Regions from separate parts of the Sus scrofa genome. Here region 2 is linked to region 1. The links are chromatin contacts, called in public HiChIP or PLAC-seq maps. All regions are on one chromosome and are shown on one strand. Each heading gives the region's core, a stretch centred on a gene start, on an enhancer-like site or on the middle of the called end of the contact. The rest is flanking DNA. Distances are from core to core; before and after follow the strand shown.

The links. HiChIP or PLAC-seq counts read pairs in DNA pulled down with a chosen protein or histone mark.
Region 2: an H3K27ac HiChIP or PLAC-seq map of skeletal muscle shows a contact between it and region 1. The contact joins two enhancer-like sites. A contact is called at or near these places in 1 of 47 Hi-C or Micro-C datasets (epiblast stem cells) and 1 of 2 datasets of contacts at active chromatin or transcription factors (skeletal muscle).

The regions. Positions count from the first base shown.
Region 1 is chr7:88,908,911-88,913,091 of Sscrofa11.1, forward strand. The region is part of intron 1 of SPTB (spectrin beta chain, erythrocytic); the gene reads right to left. Among named protein-coding and RNA genes, the nearest start is that of SPTB, 43 kb to the right of the region's middle. Within about 2 kb of position 1,496, at least 6 of the 83 cell types and tissues checked have an H3K27ac peak or open chromatin away from gene starts, as enhancers often do. A contact at or near this core is called in skeletal muscle, where this site is marked.
Region 2 is chr7:89,093,732-89,097,705 of Sscrofa11.1, forward strand. It overlaps FNTB (farnesyltransferase, CAAX box, beta), which reads left to right. Exons shown (of 12, transcript NM_001244680.1): 5 at 3,196-3,342; 6 at 3,445-3,528. Among named protein-coding and RNA genes, the nearest start is that of FNTB, 43 kb to the left of the region's middle. Within about 2 kb of position 1,545, at least 11 of the 83 cell types and tissues checked have an H3K27ac peak or open chromatin away from gene starts, as enhancers often do. A contact at or near this core is called in skeletal muscle, where this site is marked.

The DNA.
Region 1 (4,181 bases), core at 246-2,745:
AGGAGGAGGAGAAGGAAAAGAAGGAGGCAGGGAAGGAGGGATTTCCACCTTAGGATCTCTCCAAGACAATGGCCTATCTGGCCATTGAGAATACCCTACATGGCTAATATGCATATTTGAGTCTTTCCTGCATATGGAATGAGAGCCAGAAGAGGTGAGATTTCCTGTGGCATTTGTTTAAACTCATGGCTTAAAGATCTCAAAATACCTTTTATAAATACTAAGAAAAAAAAAAGCCTTGAAAGTTACAAGGTTAATATGGATAGCCTCAAATGTATGGCCATGTACATAAGCCTGAAATTGTTTGAGATGCAACCCCAGGCCTTATAAGGCATATTACTCTTGAAGGGGATCAGCTCCCCCAAAGAACTCTGAAGCTATTCCAGGAAGCCTCCTTGTGACCTGAAGGAGGACACCTATTCATACACATCATCTGGAGAGCCGTGACCCACAGAGCCTGTTATCTATCATTCCTTCCCACGTGTGAGAGTTCAATGGGAACACACCAGGCTCCTTGCTCTGGAGGCTATCTATGCGCTAACCATTAGGCTAGCGACCACCTCCCTCTAGGGAAGAAACATTACCAGGCTTCTACACTTTGCTGCTATCTCAATCCTTTTTTTCACTGCTAACTTAAAAACCTGAGGTGTTCCCATTGTGGCTCAGTGGAAACAAACCACATAACTAGCATCCATGAGCACGTAGGTTCGATCCCTGGCCTCACTTGGTGGGTTAAGGATTCAGCGCTGCTGGGGGCTGTGGTGGGTTACAGATGTGGCTCAGATCTGGCATTGCTGTGGCTGTGGCGCTGGCCTATGCCATAGCCACAGCAGTGAAGGATCCGAACCACGTCTACAACCAATACCACAGCTCATGGCAACACCAGATCCTTAACCCACTGAGTAAGGCCAGGAATTGAACCTGCATCCTCGTGGATACTAGTTAGGCTTTTAACCCACTGAGCAGCAACAGGAACTCCTGAGTTTTGTTGTTGTTGTTGTTGTTGTTGTTGTTGTTGTTTTATGTTGAGTACTGTGAGCTGTTTATATATGTTGGATATGCCCTCACCAGTCATGTCGTTTGCAAAAACTTTCTCCTATTCCGTAGGTTGCCTTTTCATTTTGTCAACGGTTTCCTTTATTGTGCAAAGGTTTTTCAAGTTTAATTAAGACCCATTTATTTATAACTCTTATTATCCCCATTTTATAGGTGAGGAGACTGAGGTTTATCAGAGAGTTCAGTGATTTGTCCTTATCCATCAGCCAGTAAGTAATGGAGCCAGGATTCAAACCCAGGCTTTCAGGCTCAGAACCTATGCCCTTAACCACTGTGATCACATCCCTGGCTGACCCAAGCCCACTGGCGGGAGGAATGGGGAGATCAAAGGAGCAGGGTGCCTATAAACAGTTTTTAAATCATCTGGGACAGAGTCTTCCACATCCAGCTCAACACCAGGCAACAGGAACATCAAGAAAGGCAACAGGAAAGAAAGATGATCTAGGTTGGGAGGCCAAGAGGCCCTTTAGGGTCACAGTTAATCCAGCCCTGAGATTTCAGAACACAAATGCACTGAGGATCTAGCCAGCATCAGACCCACATTTCCTGTTGAGACTCTCCAAGCACCTTCCCCCCAAATCATCACAGACACAGACAGGATAGGAAAGCTGGGTAGGATGACTTTCCCAGAACAAACAAGCAGCAAATACATCAGAAGGGAAATGTCTGTGTTTAGTCCTTTAGTTCTTCCATTCAGCTCCACTCTATTTTTAGGGTCCCTCTTTAACACAATGCATATCTATTTTCAGAAGAAGGGAAACCCCTATGTGTGGAACCAGAGGAGGGTTTCTGCAGGTTTTCCAAGGTGCCACAGTTTGATAGCATGCTCCGCCTATCTGTTAATGAGCGCGGCAAGTGTTATCACCTCAAAGCACCCGAGACAAGGGTACCCCCAGTTCTGAGCACTGTAAATGGGCTACCCAGAAGCTCCCAACTGGACAGCACGTAAGTGCCTCACCCCATAATCAGGCTGAGCTGCCTGTAAAGTAACTGCTACCACATTCCTCTCTTAAAGAGGCCTGACTCCAAAGAGCTTGGCTGGGGCCTGGGCGGCAAGAGGTGCCAAGTGCCTGCCGTTCCCAGGGAGGCACGTGCGTGTGACCAGGGTGGTGGACACATAAGCCAGGGTAGGTCATCTGAACAGCGTGGAGAAGTGAGTGATCATTGCTAAAATAGTCTGCAAGGGACTCCAAAAAGTTGCCACGCCTCAGCGTTCTCTAGTACATGGTAGCAATACTCAACCATTCAGCAAGGGCTTGAGCCAGCTTCCAGAAAGAACCAGAGGGTAGCACGTGGGGATTTAGTGCCAGAAATAGTAGACCAAGGTGACTTTGATCTGGGGAAGTGGGCCAGGCAGTGCTGTGCAGTGGCTGGGGGCATCTAGACTTAGCCACTCACTAGTTGCGTAGTCTGAGGCCATTTATTTAAACTCTCTAAGCCTCCATTTCTTCATCTATATATAAAGTGGAGATAATAGCCATCACCTCACAAATCAAAGAAGATAATACTTAAAAGTTCTTAACAGAATGCCTGGCACGAAGCACAGCCCTGAGTGTGGGCCACTAAATCTTGCACCTTCCACAGGATTTGACTGCTTCCACAACTCAGAAGAATGAAGTGTGGCCCTCTTTTGTACCTCAATTTCTCTAGAAATAAAAGAGTATTCTTGGGAGTTCCCGTTGTGGTTAAGGGGAAATAAATCTGACTAGTATCCATGAGGATGCAGGTTCAATACCCAGTCTCGCTCAGTGGGTCGGAGATCTGCCGTTGTTGTGAGCTGTGGTTTAGATCACAGATGTGGCTCGGATCTGGTCTTGCTCTGCCCATGGTGTAGGCTGGCAGCTGCAGGTCTGATTCGACCCCTTAGCCTGGGAACCTCCATATGCCACAAGACGGGTGCTAAAAAAAAAAAAAAGAGTATTCTTCCCCACCCTCCCCTGCCCCACTCCCCATCTGCCTGTGGCACTTAAAATCTGGGGATACTTAGGAGTTGAGGATTTCCTTAATCTTCAGAAGTTTTATCTGGTGTTTACATGGCATCTATTCAGGAACTGACCATCTTGGGTTTTCTGTGAGAGCCCCTAAATATTGGAAGACAGATTTTTGATTAAAACAAGCAGGCTAGGAGTTCCCGTCGTGGGTCAGTGGTTAATGAATCTGACTAGGAACCATGAGGTTGCAGGTTCGATCCCTGGCCTTGCTTAGTGGGATAAGGATCCAGCATTGCCATGAGCTGTGGTGAAGGTCACAGACATGGCTCAGATCTCACATTGCTGTGACTGTGGCATAGGCCGGCAGCCGCAGCTGTGATTCAACCCCGAGCCTGGGAACTTCCATATGCCACAAGTGCAGCTGTAAAAAGAAAAAAAAAAAAAAAAAAAGAGTTGTCAATGAAAGGAGCAAGATGTCTTTGTGCCATGGGGGAAAATAAAATCAGTGTTTGAATATTATTTGCCACAAGTCTTCACAACCCACACAGCAGTAACTTCCTTACTTTCTCATTTCTCCTTGGTCACAGCCCCATCACAATGCCCTTATTCCATCACAATCCCTGCTTCTCATGCTAGAAAAAAGGGATGCAAGTGATGCTCTGTGGAGAATTAGTACAGGTTTCAGGCTTGCTCAAGTGGCTGCTTTCTCTGGATAAAAGCCATCAGCTATCAAACCAACCTGAGAAGCTGGGCTCTGAGAGCAGAGTGGGTTTGCACAGAGGGGAAACTTCGGCAGCTTTCCCACACAGGGTCAGTTGACAGGCTCAGAGAGCATCAATATTCACCCTTCTCTCTCAGCATTAGCTCCTGTGCCTTGACCTGAACCATTCCACCACCACCAGCCCCCCACCCCAGAACAGAACTGGGTGTTAGCTTACACAGAATCATTATTAATCTGGTGTACTTCCTTTTAGCTAACCTAATGTGTCTTATGAGATTTTTTTTAATTATAAAAGTGTTGTACGCTGAGGCCTTAAAAGTCAAAACAAAAAAGGTTGAAGTGGAGACCCAACAAGAACAGTCTGCCCATCCTCAAAATGGTGCCCGCAAACTGAGCAGACAATCCTCATGTGAATATGTGATGGTTGTGCCTGCCAAGCGTTGCTTAGAAGCATCCTCATGTACAATCGATGG
Region 2 (3,974 bases), core at 295-2,794, 180 kb after region 1:
AACTCATGGGCCCTAGCCTCTAGTCCCTTTTCTGCTATGTTCCTAGTTATTCCCACCTTATACACTTTATTCACTCCCCATTCCTGCCATCCCTAAGTATATTACTTGGTACTAATACCTATTTAATTTGTTGTCTTCTTATTGGCTTCTGATTTGTTTTATATTATTCTGGACTTTCTCTCCTTGGAGACTTTCTTTGTCCATTTTGGATTATTTGCTCATATGCTCTGCATGCTTTTGAGTCCTCCATCCATACCGGTGACAGTGATGTCCAGAATCGAGTGCTTTAGGTCACTCCTCAACCATCCCCTAAAAGTCCAACTAAATCATTGATACGTTGATACTCTTGCTCTGAACTTGGTCCTCTTACAGGTTCTACATACTTTTTAATGGTTGGGTGACGGAGCTCTGGTGTCCAAAAGAACTTTCCAGAGTAATGGAAATGTTCTCTATATTGTGGCAGTGACTAATCACATGCAGTTGTTGAGCATTTGCAGTGTGGTTTATGTGACTGAGGAGCTGCATTTTAAATTTAATGAATTTAAATTAAAATGTGACTAGCCTCGTGTGGCTAGTGGCTGCCTATTGGACAGTGTAGGTGTATCACACAGCTGCACAAAATGTGGTCCCCAGACCAGCAGCATTGCCATCACCTGGGAGCAGAAATGCAGACTCTTGGGTGCCCCTGGCTCTGCTGAATTAGAGCTGCAGTTTGACAAGATCCTCAGGTGACTTCTGTGCACATTCGGGTTTGAGAAGCACTGATACATGGTTGTGCGTTGGAGTCACAGGGAATTTTTAAAACTATTGCCACTTGGACCCACCCTCAGGGATTCTGATTTAATTGGTATTAGGTGTGGTCTGGGTGTTGGGATTTTTTTAAAACATCCCCAGAGTGATTCTAATTACATTGCAAAGACTTAGCATATTCAAACTTCGTGTGTATCCACATGACGGGAGAATTTGGTAAAAATACAGAAGCCCAGCTCTTTCCTGCTTCAGCAGGTCTGGGTCTCTGTGTTCTTTATTAGCCCCCTTGACTCTGACATACACACTTGAGGTTTGTAAATCCCTGCTCTGAAAGATAGTTTCCTACTTCTTTGGAAACCATCACGTAAGCTAGAATGAAATGACTTGCTGACTTGAAAGAAAACTGATCTATGAGATCTTTCAGTCATATGACTGCGTGATTAATGAATACTTGTTTTTCACAAGGTATGCCACTTTCAGTGTTTGCTCAGTGTTTCCTGCTTGCAATTTTGGTGAATTCCTGGTCTCTAAAACAAGTTTTCCTCCCCCTTTTGATAGTTAGAAATATCATTCACCTTTTGCTTTTCAGAATTGCTAGGAGTTCTGCTCTCAACAGCTGGTAGCTTCCTGGTCAGCTTGCCAGTTCCTTAAGGTGCAGTCCTCTGGATCAGAATGTTCTAGGTACAGAAGTGTCTCACCGTCAAGAAAAGCCCAACCCCTGTTCCCCAACATAGCTCACAGTCAGTCAGTTCCAGCCTGTCAGCTGAGCGAGGCTGGCATGGAGGGGTGATTTCATGGTGTTTCTGGTACATTCAGATCCCAGCCCTTTCCAGACGTCAGGCTACGGAGTCAGGAGTGTTGCATTTGACCTAATTCTGACATGTGAGCTGGGAAGGGAATGGATAACGGGGTGACTCTTTTGCTTTCCTTCTTAAAAATGTGCTGTTACGGTTTATAGCAGCAAAACATTTTTGTTCTTGTGACAAAACTTTTGTAAGACTTTAAGTTTATTAGCTGTTTGTTTCTAGGAAACTGGATAAGAATTGATGAGGGTTTGGGAAATATGTTAGGAACAAATTCATTTCCCCCTGCAAAAATTAATTGTTATTAAAAACATGCCACCGACCTGTCTTCCTTCTCTGATTATCAACGTCAGTTTCAATCCTTGTGTTTCCTGCAATCAAAGTGCAGGTGGAAAGTGAAGTGCTGTGTGTTGCTTTTAACCTGTGACGATTTCAGGACTCCGCAGATCGGCAGTGTTTTGTGTGGCTGTCTCTGCCTAGATAATGAGAGGTTGGAAATCAAAAGTAATCAAATATGATGTGGGAAAGCAGACTTGTGTCTTACTGGGGCTTAAGTAGACTCTGTGTGGTCTCTCTGGCAGAAGTAGATAAGAAAGACTGAGACAAAAGAGCCCAGGAAAAGAGGGCTGTCTGAGCACTAGAAGGACGCAGGTTTGCAGCTGGTTCTCTTAAATGAGGACTAGTCCTAATAAGAAGTTGGGATCCCACTAAGTCGTGGGGAAACAAACTTGATAACCAGGACTTTCCTGGGGCACTCCTTTGCCGTGAACTTCAGAGGACCTTAGACAGAGAGGGGCTCTCTTAGTTTCACTTCAAGCAAGAATATAACTTCTTGGCAAACCGATGCCATGCTTGGAAGGAAAGGCTTGGAGGCCAATCCACAGTACATCGTTTCCTGCCTTGAAGGAGCTGGGGCCTCTGTGAGATCTTCTCTAAGAGCCCGCAGACTAGGATGCATTCTCGTGATACGAGTCAGCGGTGCTTAAGTTTGCCACGGTGAGCTGAGCGTGCACAAGCCCACCTCTCTCTTAGTCTCTTAATCATGCACACAGATTGCATTGAAAACTTGTTTCTTGTCGGTGGTGGGAATAAAAATCAGTCGCCCCCTGGGGCTTAGGTGGCAGTGGTGGTGAGAAGCACCTCTTTAAATATTCCTCTAGGCCCGTGTGACGGCTCTGGACCAGGGTGGTTAGTGTGGGAAGTAGTTGAGCATCACCACGATGTAGACAAAATCCAAAGCCTGGGAGATACCTCAAGGGCAAGGAGAAGGGGCTGGTTTTATAGCTCCAGGTGGCAAATTGAGAGAAAAGTATGGGAAAGATTTGGTCAAGAGGCATGAGACTTGCCCCCAGTTCTATGAAAGGCTGTCTGTTTCTGCCTGGCCTTTTGTTCCTTGCTTCATGATAGGCAAATGCTTAAAGAGAAAACTCAGAAAGGAAGCATGTGGAACTGATGACAGCCTCATCAGTAGAGAACTGGGCCCATTACAGGTGTTAACTGTATTCAGTATCTAGTCCTGAGGTGGGAGGGGAGGGCTCTTCTCTTTTGAGGAGGGCGGAGCATGAAGAGGCATGGGCTCCGGTGGAACTCAGTGCTTTGAAATTAATGCTGACTTTGTTTTTCCTTTTGGCCTCGTACCTAGTGTGTGTCAGTTCCTGGAGCTGTGTCAAAGCCCAGAAGGTGGCTTTGGAGGGGGCCCTGGCCAGTACCCACACCTTGCACCCACGTATGCAGCAGTCAATGCGCTGTGCATCATTGGCACCGAGGAGGCCTACGATGTCATTAACAGGTACAGCCAAAGCCAGCAGGGCCAGACACCCAGCTGGGCTCCTGCCTGCTGATGCCACTCTGACCATTGCCGTCTCCTGCCTCTTTGCTGTTCGTTTCCCAGAGAGAAGCTTCTCCAGTATTTGTACTCGCTGAAGCAACCCGATGGCTCTTTTCTCATGCACGTAGGAGGTGAGGTGGATGTGAGGTGAGTGCGTTTTTTTCTCAGGCTGCTGCATCAGCAAATTCTAGGGCTTACCTGCAGCAGTGATACCCAATGCAGGGAACAAGACAGGAAGCTGCGGCTTTGCCTCACAGACCGACACGCAGGAGGACGTGTCAGTGACACGGTTCATAATCATGGCAAATACAATACAGACATCTTCAGGGGTCGCTGTCCCTTGACTTCTATTATGTAAATACCAAAATAAAAGTAAGACAGAAACAAAATCAGATGCTTCTGTTTTATTTTTATTTATTTATTTATTTATTTTTAGGGCCACACCCAAGGCATATGGAGGTTCCCAGGCTAGGGGTCCAATTGGAGCTGTGGCCACCAGCCTTGGCCACAGCCACAGCAACGCCAGATCCGAGCTGCGTCTTCGACCTACACCGCAGCTAATGGCAACGCCAGTTCCTTAAATCACTGAGAAA